2 separate regions of the Drosophila melanogaster genome follow, and region 2 is linked to region 1. The links are chromatin contacts, called in public HiCAR-type maps. All regions are on one chromosome and are shown on one strand. Each heading gives the region's core, a stretch centred on a gene start, on an enhancer-like site or on the middle of the called end of the contact. The rest is flanking DNA. Distances are from core to core; before and after follow the strand shown. Region 1 holds the start of CG2003. Region 2 holds the start of mod (modulo).

The links. HiCAR-type assays count read pairs that join an accessible place to other places.
Region 2: a HiCAR-type map of the S2 cell line shows a contact between it and region 1, with 4 times the contacts expected there. The contact joins the promoter of mod here to the promoter of CG2003 in region 1. A contact is called at or near these places in 1 of 1 datasets of contacts at CTCF or cohesin (the Kc167 cell line), 24 of 107 Hi-C or Micro-C datasets (the Clone 8 cell line, the Kc167 cell line, the ML-DmBG3-c2 cell line and 9 more) and 4 of 6 datasets of contacts at active chromatin or transcription factors (the Kc167 cell line and the S2 cell line).

What each region holds. Positions count from the first base shown.
Region 1 is chr3R:31,975,032-31,981,571 of dm6, reverse strand. CG2003 reads right to left here and starts at 3,451. Exons shown (of 4, transcript NM_143646.5): 1 at 3,258-3,451. heph (hephaestus) reads left to right here. Exons shown (of 14, transcript NM_001300701.1): 2 at 1,953-2,049.
Region 2 is chr3R:32,049,590-32,056,129 of dm6, reverse strand. mod (modulo) reads right to left here and starts at 4,070. Exons shown (of 6, transcript NM_079875.3): 1 at 3,954-4,070; 2 at 3,734-3,810; 3 at 3,153-3,649; 4 at 2,575-2,884; 5 at 1,773-2,507; 6 at 1,156-1,706. The coding sequence starts at 3,395. The coding sequence ends at 1,366. krz (kurtz) reads left to right here and starts at 4,137. Exons shown (of 2, transcript NM_080249.5): 1 at 4,137-4,861; 2 at 6,261-6,540. The coding sequence starts at 4,291. It overlaps Map205 (Microtubule-associated protein 205), which reads left to right. Exons shown (of 3, transcript NM_001276225.1): 3 at 1-851.

The DNA.
Region 1 (6,540 bases), core at 2,202-4,701:
ATGGGTCCAGCAAATTAATAGGATCTTGCGTTTTAAGTTTCTGGGAATCGAAAAGTAGCCTGTCCACCCAGTGTCAATTTGACAATCGGTTCCTATTTCGTATTGTGCTCTGTGTCGTTCACGTCCGTTAATTTTAGCTTTTCGTGTTTTTCCTTGTCCTTCAACGTGAGCGTATCTCCTTCGTGGTTTTGTTCCCTGCGTCGCGACAGTGCAGCGTGCAACTTTCTTTGGTGGTGCGATCACCTGGTTCGCGAAGCAACGGCGATAAGGTAGGTTCCACCGCTGGGTCCAGCAAAATAATAGGATCTTGCGTTTTAAGTTTCTGGGAATCGAAAAGTAGCCTGTCCACCCAGTGTCAATTTGACAATCGGTTCCTATTTCGTATTGTGCTCTGTGTCGTTCACGTCCGTTAATTTTAGCTTTTCGTGTTTTTCCTTGTCCTTCAACGTGAGCGTATCTCCTTCGTGGTTTTGTTCCCTGCGTCGCGACAGTGCAGCGTGCAACTTCCTTTGGCGTTGCGATCACCTGGTTCGCGAAGAAACGACGATAAGGTAGGTTCCACCGATGGGTCCAGCAAAACATTTGGTTTTTGGGTTTTAGGTCTCTGGGAATGGAAAAGTAGCCTTGTCCACCCAGTGTCAATTTGACATTCGGTTTCTATTTCGGTTTGGGCCCTGTTTCGTTCACGTCCCGTTAATTTTAGCTTTTCGTGTTTTTCCTTGTCCTTCAACGTGAGCATATATCCTTCGTGGTTTTGTTCCCTTCGTCGCGACAGTGCAGCGTGCAACTTTCTTTGGTGGTGCGATCACCTGGTTCGCGAAGCAAAGGCGATAAGGTAGGTTCCACCGCTGGGTCCTGCAAAATAATAGGATCTTGCGTTTTAAGTTTCTGGGAATCGAAAAGTATCCTGTCCACCCAGTGTCAATTTGACAATCGGTTCCTATTTCGTATTGTGCTCTGTGTCGTTCACGTCCGTTAATTTTAGCTTTTCGTGTTTTTCCTTGTCCTTCAACGTGAGCGTATCTCCTTCGTGGTTTTGTTCCCTGCGTCGCGACAGTGCAGCGTGCAACTTCCTTTGGCGTTGCGATCACCTGGTTCGCGAAGAAACGACGATAAGGTAGGTTCCACCGATGGGTCCAGCAAAACATTTGGTTTTTGGGTTTTAGGTATCTGGGAATGGAAAAGTAGCCTTGTCCACCCAGTGTCAATTTGACATTCGGTTTCTATTTCGGTTTGGGCCCTGTTTCGTTCACGTCCCGTTAATTTTAGCTTTTTGTGTTTTTCCTTGTCCTTCAACGTGAGCATATATCCTTCGTGGTTTTGTTCCGTGCGTCGCGACAGTGCAGCGTGCAACTTTCTTTGGTGGTGCGATCACCTGGTTCGCGAAGCAACGGCGATAAGGTAGGTTCCACCGCTGGGTCCAGCAAAATAATAGGATCTTGCGTTTTAAGTTTCTGGGAATCGAAAAGTAGCCTGTCCACCCAGTGTCAATTTGACAATCGGTTCCTATTTCGTTTTCTGCTCTGTTTCGTTCACGTCCCGTTAATTTTAGCTTCGTGTTTTTCCTTAGAAGGAAGTTGATCACGTTGAAACGTGAGCGTAAATCCTTCGTGCATCGCTACAGTGCAAGTTTCTTTGGTGGTGTGATCACCTGGTTTGCGAAGAAACGGCGGTTAGGTACGTTTCACCGGTGGGTCAGCAAAAAGACAAACAAAATCACGCGAACCGTTTTGATGGTTTTGTCTGTTTGTTACAAAATTAGTAAATAAATATAGCTATGTAGTATGTCAAAGTGCAAAGTGGCATATATCCCGCGACCGCCAGTATAAAGTTATTGCAATAATAGTGGTAGAAATCTGAGCAAGTGCATTAAAACACAATTCAAATTGTTAATGTACATAAAAATATTATTGTCATTAATATTGTTTTTTAATTGTTTTCGTCTTTTTCAGTGAATAAATTATCAACGTGTGCAAATCAAACTCGAATTTAAACGGATAACAACGAAATCAATTGAGCAAGCTTCCATACCCGGTTGCTTACCGATTTGTAAGTCCTTTATACTTCACGCATTAAGTTTTACCCTATCTATTACCCTCTTCCCCATTGTCCGCCTGTTTCAAAAAGCTTATTTTACCTGCAGCCCACACACTCCATTAATACCTCTCTATCCCACATCTCGGTGTTTCCTTTAAAGAAAAATATTATTTTTGTTATGGTACCATCTATGATTTATATATGATTTAATGGTTTATTTCGGCAGCTTACTCCTATGACCTTTCATGTTGTTGTCTCTTTCGCATAATTTAGCTGACTCATAGGCATGCTCAATGCAATTTTAATAATTTGTTAAACAGCGATATTCTTTAGCAACTTTTTGAAACTCTGCTTTGGGGGGTTTGGCTTATTTCCGTGGTCAACTAGAGAAGGGAACTGTAGCCGTGGATCCAGTAACCAGTGTCGTACAACTAGCGCCGTTATTTTAGTCACAAACGACTCAGTTAAAAATTGTTCAAAGGGGGAGAGTAGGTAGCAATGATACGGCCGGGTGTCAGGGGATGTACAGGGTGGCACGGCGCCAAGACGAGCGTAATTTGCAAACAAAAAGCCATTAAAATATCAAATTAGCGTCTGGCTGTGGCTGTGAGTTCTGGATTTAGTAGAAGTCTCCAGTTCTCTTCGGTGCCAGTTTGCCCGTGCCCCGCCTCTCTTTCGCCTTTGTCGCCCGTCTGCTACCTTCCCTGATCCCAGACATTTGTTTGTGCTTGCCCACAGCATTGTGCAAAATCGAAAGTAAGTGAAATGTAGCGTCCGCATGCGCTTCGTTCAGTCACCAATTTGTCAGTCCAGTACTCATTGCCACGTATGTACTGCCCTGATCACTGAGCGAAAGAAATGATCAAGAACCATTGTTGTTAATTACATACTGATTAAAAAGCAAACGAAGTGAGTATCTAAAGGTATATTGGAGTGGGGGTATCATCATTTCAGCCGGCGTAGGCGAGCTTACAAAAAGATTTCAAAATATATTTTTTTTTCAACTACTTAGTTATCAGACTGTATATTTTAGTTTCTAGTTTCGCTTATCAGTAATTAACAGAAATGAGTTCTTGCCCGCCACAAATGTCTCGTGTATTTCTTTTAGATAACAGAATTTACACTCCACATTAAAATCCATTTGTTTCACTGCCACGGCTGAATGCGTGCCAAAAATTCTATTAAAATCAAACAGAAACAAAAGCTGAAACACGTTTTACCTGTACTGCACTTCAAACTGAGTCACTGGGTTGAAAGAACTTCGTTGGGGATGAAGCAAGCACAAAATGGTTACTTGAATAATACAAAAAAAAAAAAAAAAAACAACAACAGCAATCAAATCATCAAGGGAAAATTTATGACGGTCACTCAGACCCCTTGCAAACTGCGCTGACAATAAAGCCGTACTGGAAGCTATCTCGATCAATGGATCGGGTCGTTCTGGCAGACCAAGACAGAAACTTCTCCACGCTCCACATTTGGACAATCTGCCGTCTCCCTTTGTCCCAAGCGATACGTTCTGGGGCCACGCTTGCGCGTTTTGCCCTGGGTTTCGATTCGTTTTCGGTCTTGGGCTTGTGTATTTGTACCCTTCCCTACTCGTATTTTTGCCCAAACGCGTTTCATAAATTATCAAGTTGAATGCCCAGTTTCGAAATTTCAACGGGCCTGACCTTGAGCACACATTTTCGGAGCTTCGGGTCCCGCTCTCGTGCTTTTAAGTGTTTGCGATTGTATCTGTATTCATATGGTTTTGCTACCCACTTTTCACATCGGGTATACCAAACTGCTGACATGACTATAATGAGGTCATTTACAAGCTAAGACTTTATTTTCATCTTAAAACTAATACGACGAAAATCTTTGGTAGTTATTCACGTGTTTCACTCTGTTGATTATTGCCAATGGCTTCTATACAAATTAACTAACGCACATGCGTAACCCAAAAGAACAGTGCGGAGATGGTCTGCTTCAAATGATAAATGATGCTCATTTTTTCCAACTTAGCTCCCTAACAACCGCGAAGATAACGTGCGTGTGAGACGTAACTTTAACCGGTTGGAGCCCTTGAATTTTCAATGCAAATACTTAGAAAAACTCACGTTAGTGGGAAGGTCAAGTTAATTAGGATTGATGGAATGGGAGGGTGGGTCTCAGCATTAGAAGTCCGGGAATATAAAAAGTATATTTGGGTAAATACTAATAGATTTAATTATGTCTGGCAACGAATTTTCGTTGATTTTCCAGACGAAACTCGTAAAACATGAAACGCACACGTTTTGAAATTAGATGAAAAAATAATAAATCTTCGTATCCGAAACATCATTCCCATTTTTGAGTATTTTATTGTGCGTGACCCAAACACAAATATTTATTGTTATTTAGTGTGATGGATTATGTTAGAAGTAGCAGGATAGGTGGTAATGCGTCTATTCGTTAAGGTGTTGATGCGCATACAAATTAACATAGCCCGTGAGTATCGGTGATTCCGGGCTGTCATATTACGGAGCATATGTGGCATGTGTGCGGCACGCATCATTGAGAAGATTTGCCGCATAATAGACCGCTCAAACGGCCCACAAACCGACGAACACATCAATGTTGGTCGGTGCTCATAGCAGGGAAATTTACAAGGAAAAATTATTATACTACACAATTACACTACAAATATTATTTGCTTCCGCAACATATTTTAATTTTGTAACGCTTTCTGGGTTCTCTTATTTCTAAGTGTAAATTTTATTTTTTATCGGACTGCACGGTGTGTCAAAACAAGCTTGACAACATAAATACCGCACACGATTTTTGAATGGATAAGAAATTTGGTGAGCTTTATTAATTGCCGGATTTTGTATAATTAGTAGTACAATTTCCTGGTTTTCTTATATCCCGAAATCGACCGAAACCGAGTAGAAGGCGAAGAAGCGATACACAGATCGTGATTAACGTTTTATTAAAATAACCTAAAATTTGTTGACCTGATTATGTACGACAAAAAATATTAAAATTTTCTTATACATATTTACTACATTTCCCTGCGCTTGCAGTTTTTTGGTTTGTTTTTTTATTTATGGGCTTACCCTCACTATATATGCATTTATATTTCTGGTCGTCCCTAAAAACAATTTTATAGCCCCATTTTCCGTTTCCATCCTATGCACAATCTTTGAATCCATTTTTGTTTTTGGTTGTCTGTTGTCTTCGTAGCCTGTCTGTTCTGTACTTTCGTGGGTGTGCTCTATTTTAAAATGTTTTCTAAACATTACTACAATAATAGGATTTGCCATTTTCACAATAGATTTATATTCTATAAATAACCATAGTACCATAGATAATACGTTTCTTTACAATCAATGCTAACTTCATTTTTGCAATAAAATGCAAACCAATCCCGTTTTTTCATCTTAACCTCCCTATATCTGTGCCTTTTCTTTGCATTTATCTTTTTTCGTACAAGCTTACCCCAAGATCATGCCTTGCATTGTCAATGTATATGTGTAATATATATTTATATATTAGAATTTTTTGTCTCATATGGGAATTGTTCTGTTTTCTTTCGATTTTTACAGGCGCTTGTACGCTCCCCTCTCTACTAGTTCAGCTACTGCTACTAGCACCACCAAACCAACGCCACCAATCAACAGCACCATCTTCGCGAACGTGTGTCTTGAACAGTTTTAAAGTCTCTCGACTTAGTCAACTCACCCACAGCGCATATGCCTATACATATGTTTGAAAAGTAATCAGAGAGATATAAAATCTTTGGTGACATCCGATGAGATAAGATTAACTCCCCGAGCCTTAGGGGAATGTCAAATGCAAATTTATTAGAGAGCTCTCTGACCCAGAAAATTAATTTCTATAGATATCCTTCAAATCGTCAGCCTCTATTGCTCGATTTTAAATTATTTTGTCTTCCCATAAATTATTAGCGACAGAACTCTTTTAAAAATATATACTTATTTTTAGTTGTGACCTTTTCGGTTGTTTGTCTCCTATGGCTCTAGTTCCGCGGTGTAAACATTTTAAATAAACAGAAGGTGCATCGCTGAAAACGACTCCACATGTGTGGGTTTCTTTAAAGTGGGTGAGTAAATCAGCTACTTATGACATCTATGTACATACATATATCTCTGATTTTTACTTTGTTTTATGGCATATTCTTAAATCTTAAGTTAGTTAAAACTCCATTCATACATTTCGACGTTGACAGTGAGGTAGCTTCTTGAGCTTCTTGAACTTCTGTGACACATATTAAAGAACTCTCGTCCGTTTTTTTTTCTTCATCGTATAGAATCTCAAACTTCTTAGCTTTAGATATGTATGGGCTTTCCAATAATATGTAGTGAAATAAAAATGTTTCATTATCAGCAGACAAAGAATGACAGATCATATGAATATTATTTTTAAGCGACTCCCACGAGTCTTTAATTTCGGTTGTCTGGATGGGAATAAACTGTTTCAAGCTCTCGGAGCTGTCATTAAAAGCTGAAGCGCAACTAC
Region 2 (6,540 bases), core at 2,821-5,320, 74 kb before region 1:
AAAATGTATTATTATTTATAATTTGTTGTTTATGCCACATGGATCAAAAAACTGAATGTATCTCCAGCACACTTATACGCTCTTTATTTGTCTGTTTAATACAATACTACAATTATATAAAAATAACAAGAAATATTTTAAAAATCTTTCAGTTGTTTTATTTTTGTATTCTTTTATCCTTTGTGTAGGCATAATTTTATAAGCTTTGTGAAAGATAGTGTCACCTACTTCAATTCGTCATGAAAGAAAAAGCTCTCGTGAAAGTATATCTAAAAAAAGTAATATTCTAGGGCTTATAATTTGCCTATACAACGTATATGAGTTATGCACGGCTTAAACGAACTCTGAGATATATAAGTTGTCAAGTTTAAATAGTAAGCTTGTTTGCATTATGTATTTTCAGAAGTCCCACACAGTGCCCTTCACTTTAATTTGCCTTATTAGTGATTTTCTGCCTAAGCTATATTACGATAGCGATATTATATTTCTTATAAAACAAGGTCAAAAGCAACATGAGACAGAGACTTACATATAACACACAAAAACTTGTCAGTAAGCCAAACGCGTCACGAGCACAGTTTTTTGTAGCTTGAACGAACTATATATAAACAGAGTGATTGGGAAATTCCTAATCGAAAGGGTTTTTTTTAGGTTGGCTAAACTCCCTATACGTTGCTTTTATCCAAGTGATGATTTTTTATACATATTTACACATAAAAAGGATAAACTAATTTTTTGAACCAACAATTACTGAAATTTAAAGTACTAATCTAAATGGCATTTACAAAAAATATAAACATACATACAAACATTTACAAGTTTATACATATGTTAGCCAACCATATTAGATTTCTGAGTATGAACAAAAAAATTCAAAAAATTATAAAATACTACAAAAATGTATTACTAATAAATTAATTATACAAAGGAAATTCATATAGTTCTCGCTTTTTGAACAAGCGCAGCTGTACATTGGGCCATTTGGAAGGGATAGGAACCTATATACGAGAGTACCGAAGCGAGATAAAATTCAAACACAAAAAAAAAAACGGAATATACTGGAGATCGCACCTGTATACGTTCATATAAGCAGTAAATCGTTTTTTGAAGTATCTAGTTACCCAAAACCAAGACGTTGAATACAAAATTCTTATCGGGGTTTTTATTTACTTTTATTTAGTTCCATGTCCGATGCTTATAAAAATCGACATCTGCTTGAATACGGCTAGCATTTCTCCGGTAAAAATTTAATGGAGTATCTCTTATCAACTAAATCCATAACATCAAGTTGTATGGAATTATCGGGGCTGTGGCCGTATTTATGGTACTACGCAACTTAAAGCTAATTCTTGTAGTGTTCAAGTTCTAAAATCTTGCCCTTTTAACAAACGATTTACCACCATTCTCTTGTGCCGGGCGCTTGTTAAATGGTTTTTTACCAAAGTTTGGCTTAGTGTCCTTTTGGAACTTCCGCGGGGCGCGGGTCTGACCAATAGCTAAGCGTTTCTTTAACAATCTATGCTTCAGCAGAGAGTTTGGCTCAATAAATATAGGGGCGTTGTTTACAATGCTTTCATTAGCCAAGAAAGATTTGCAGAAACCCTCATCGTCCTTGAACTTTACTACCGCTTTTTGGCCCAACATTATGATGCTTTCGATTTCGCCGCTATCGTTAAACACTTTCCGCAGGTCGGCTTCAGTAGCATCTACAACGAAATTTTACATGATAATGATTAATAATTTTAAACAATTTTACGAAACGGGTAACCCACCTGAAGTCAAGTTCGTCACAAGAATGGCCCTCCCCGAGGTGCTGCGTTCGAATCGGTGAAGCTTCCACTCAAACTTATTAACAGTCTTTCCGTCGAGTTGTGCTAAAGCCTTCGTGGCGGCATCCGACTGCTTGAACGTGACAAAAGCTAAAACTGCCTTGCTGCACACAACGTCGATTTCTTCAACATCACCAAATTTTTTGAATATCTTTTCTAGAGCGTCGGAGCTGTAAGACTCGTGTTTGCCCACATTTTCGACAACCAAGGTAAGTTCACTGGTACGTGAAATCGATTCTTGTGAGATCCGACGAACCGTTATAAAGCGAGAAAACAGCTCAGTGCTATGCAGTTTAAGAGCCTTCGGTATGTCATCGACCGACGCCAAACGTACAAAAGCTCTGGGCATGAGGCGGTTACTGGATATAGTCACCGCCTCCACGGGAGCTACCTTCTCAAAAAAGGTTTTTAAGTCGTCCTTGGTAATATTAGGTCCAATCAGGCCAACCACCACCGTGCGTTCGTTGTTCTCTTCCTTATTTCTCGGTTGGGACACAGACAAAACATTGTCTCCAAGGGTTAACGCTTTAGGCTTAGCCTGCAGAACAGCTTCTGCTCCAGTTGACGTATCAAAGGCAATGAGAACTGATTTATTGCCATTCAAATTAGTGAAACGCTGCAAAGCGGAAAGTCGTCCGAACTTGGCGAACAATGCGACCAAGTCCTTGTGGAGATACTCTATGTGGAACAAATATACTAAGTTTAAATATACTTGAAAAATGAAATAATAAACCAGTTACTTTACCGTTTGGTAGGTTTGTGACAAAAACGATCTGGTTTTTTGGCGTTCCCAGCGGAATCTTGCCAACCTTTACTTTTGGAATTCCTCTATTTTCTTCGGACTTTTCAGAGTTGGCTTTTTCTGATTTCTTGGAAACTGGCTTCTCTACAGGCGCTTCTTCATCATCATCGGATTCATCTACCTCATCCGCGCCTTCACTTTTGGAAACCTCACCAGGCTCCAACTCATCGTCATCATCATCTTCCTCATCGTCACTATTGTACTCTTCATCTTCCTCAGCCTCGTCGTCAATTAAGCCCGCTGCCTCTTCGGTCTGAAAAGTAGACAATTTTCTTATAACCGCTGATGGGAGAGCACCAATAAAGACAATTTTTTTTTTATCGATATATGAACCGAGTCGGTATAAAACCAGAGGATCGTGGGTTATGTGCACTCGTCTTATAATTATAAAATCTTTACAACCACGTGGCAAAGAAAACGTAAAATGGATTCTTATCCATGCAGATCTATATATACGTGCATACTATGCATGTAATGTTAGCCATATCCATTCAGAAGACCACGTTTTTTTTATAGCTTACCTCAAAGTCGCTGTCGTCCCCTGGCTGCTCGTCATTTTGCTCCTCCACATCAGACTCGTCCTCTTCACTGAACTGCGGCACTTCTTTAACAGGCTGTTTTCTGGATTTTTTGGAAGGCGATTGGGGGACTACTGTCTCCTCTTCCTGTACCTTTGTGGACTTGGTTACCCGTTTGGCCAAAGGCTTTTCCTCTCCATTCGTAGCTTTTTTTCCTTTGACGGTGACGGCTTTCTTTTGGGCCATTTTGACAGCTTTTAGAGGTTTTCTGGGCAAAATTAGCAAAGTCAAGTTTGGACTGAACAACGCGTGGTTTCGTTCAATAAAATGCACGTGGAAAAGAGGGACAGAACAGTGTGACCGTTGTGCTCTATCGGTGCTAAGGCTGATTAAATAAAGTATTTTAGAGACTTCAATCTCATTTTTATAGCTCTATTCCACTACTAAATATGGTTTAAAGTCCGTTCATGCACATGTATACATATAAAAATAATAAAAGCCTTTAAAAAATAAAATAAATATTAAACAGTTTATATAAAGTATTTATTTAAGACTTAGGATACAATCTATGATTAGATATTTACCAACGGTCTGATTTTACATGTGTTTATACATTCCAAATGGTAAGTTTCCTCAATCATCAGCTATGAATCATCTGTTTCTAAAGGAATTTATAATATATATATTATATTTCATTAAAAAGCCAAGTCAACCTGCAGTTGCATTTTATCTTAGTAGGAAACTTAATGTTAATTCAAGCAATTGTTAATGGTATTGAAAGAAAAATTATTAAAAGTCACTTACTATGGGCCAGGGCACACTTAGGAAATATAAATAGGTGCCAAAAATGCAAAATAAATATTAATTATAGGCTGCGATTATGGTACGACCAAACATATATCGGTTTGTTCGCACTGAATTGAAATACCAGAGAAGTACATAATTTGTTAGTATGTAATATTCCCTGGTATTTTTCCAATGACTGTCAAGCAGTGCTGGTAAATGGCGGAACAAGTATACACATAAAAAATTAAATTGCAGCACAAGTCCCGCAACGCACACATATATTTATTTAACGGAGTTCCAATTAAGCAGGAACAGCAGAAAAGCAGAATAACAAGCATAACCGCCAAATAACATAATGAACGGTGGTGGTGGAGGAAGTGGAGGAGCAAATGTGAGCAATGGCTCCAGCACCAATGTAACAGCTGCCGGGAGCACTGGGGGCGGAAGCGCAGGCGACGAGACTGGTGGAGATGCCAGCTCCAGACGCCAGGCGACTCGGGTGTTTAAGAAGAGCTCCTCCAACGGCAAGATAACAGTTTACCTTGGCAAACGGGACTTCGTCGACCATGTCACGCACGTGGATCCCATTGACGGTGTTGTCTTCATTGATCCAGAGTACGTAAAGGACCGTAAGGTTTTTGGCCAGGTGCTTGCCGCCTTTCGGTACGGACGTGAAGACCTAGATGTTTTGGGATTAACGTTCCGTAAGGACCTGTATCTGGCGCATGAGCAGATCTATCCGCCCATGCAGCTGGACCGCCCGATGACCCGGCTTCAGGAAAGGTTAATTAAAAAGCTGGGGCCGAACGCCCATCCGTTTTATTTTGAGGTTCCGCCCTATTGCCCAGCCTCTGTGTCCTTGCAGCCGGCTCCTGGAGATGTGGGCAAGTCTTGCGGAGTAGACTACGAGCTGAAGGCCTTTGTGGGTGAGTCTTTGTGGGTCTGATCTTGTGGGTGTGTCCGTATACGGTGGTCAGTCAAAGTCAAAATCATTGATATTTCGCAGTGTGGCACATACCGTGTTTATTATATATGTTGCAATACATTAAATTTACAAATTTACAAATTTTTCTTTTTTCTTTACAAATTTTTCTTTTACCTTAGAGCAGTTAAATTGCGGGTACTATTGTTTCTGAGAATAAAATAATTTATTAAGAATATGGTTACAGTAGCAAAACTAGCTTTGTTCTTTTCTATAGAAGTTAGACTGTAAATTTCTTATATGTGTGGTTTTGTGTAAGTTAGCGCGTGCATCACGCGGTTGGGAACACAGGGTTAATCAATCCAACTACGTCGGGCTGATGACGCAGCGTTCACCTAATTGAAATTCGACACTTCTAATTGGAATTTGAATCAACCGAAGTTGCAGCGCAGTTAATGCTGTTGTTCGCCTTAACCAGGCGCCGCAGTTGGCGGTCTGACGATTTGTGTGCCAACAGCAAAGATCTTACATAGTTTCAAAATGTTTATTTGTTTAGTTTCTAATCTGTATTTAATAATTAAAAAAAGGTTTAAAGAATTTGTGCTTTATTTTATTAGTAGAAAGGTTTTTGGTTTCTGTAAATTTTAAATTTTTCATATTTTCGTACGATCGCCGAGCTCCACTCGCATATATATTATGTGCCCGTGGCACCCCCTTAATACATTCTCTGTTCAATAAATATTATTACCTATTGCCCTATTTTGTTTACACATTTTTGTGCTTTTATAGTTTCTGTTGGAATTTTATTATTATTCAGCAGCCAAATTGTTTACTGTTATAAACAGAGATTAATAAAATAGCAGCAATTGGCGTGTTGTTGGGTAAAAGAGTTTATAACAAGAACTTAATATTTATTTTTTCTGTATATAAGCCCAAATTCAATTTAAGAATAAAAACAACAATGTTGGAATTTGTACAGTTGGAAGAAACGATTTCTCAGTGCTTCTCTGCTTCCCCTCATGACAATTGAGTCAGCATTTTTATTTACTTTGCGTCTGTTCAATTGTGTATCTAATGTTCCTAGCTTTTATGTTTTTGGGATAACCAATTATATATATTTATGCGTATTTTTAAAGCAATGCTATTGATGATCAATTAAATGAATGTATATGCATATATATGAATAATATATATATATATATATATATATATATATATCCATATGTAAATGCCAGTAATTGTCGGCTTGTGATTAAACATCGTGGAATTCTATACATGATAGACTCAACATCAACGACAAATTTTGTAACGAATCGGACTACTGACACACCCGAGCGTCATGGGTTTTCTTCAACAAACATACATACATTGATGCCATTATTCATAATGTTTATCACTAATAGGTGAGAACGTGGAGGACAAACCCCACAAGCGGAACTCGGTGCGACTAACTATTCGCAAAGTCATGTACGCACCATCCAAAGTCGGTGAGCAGCCATCGATCGAAGTAAGCAAGGAGTTTATGATGAAGCCAAACAAGATCCATTTGGAAGCTACTTTGGACAAGGAGTTATACCACCACGGCGAAAAAATATCGGTCAACGTTCATGTGGCCAACAACTCAAATCGGACGGTAAAAAAGATTAAGGTATGTGTCCGGCAGTTTGCGGATATTTGTCTCTT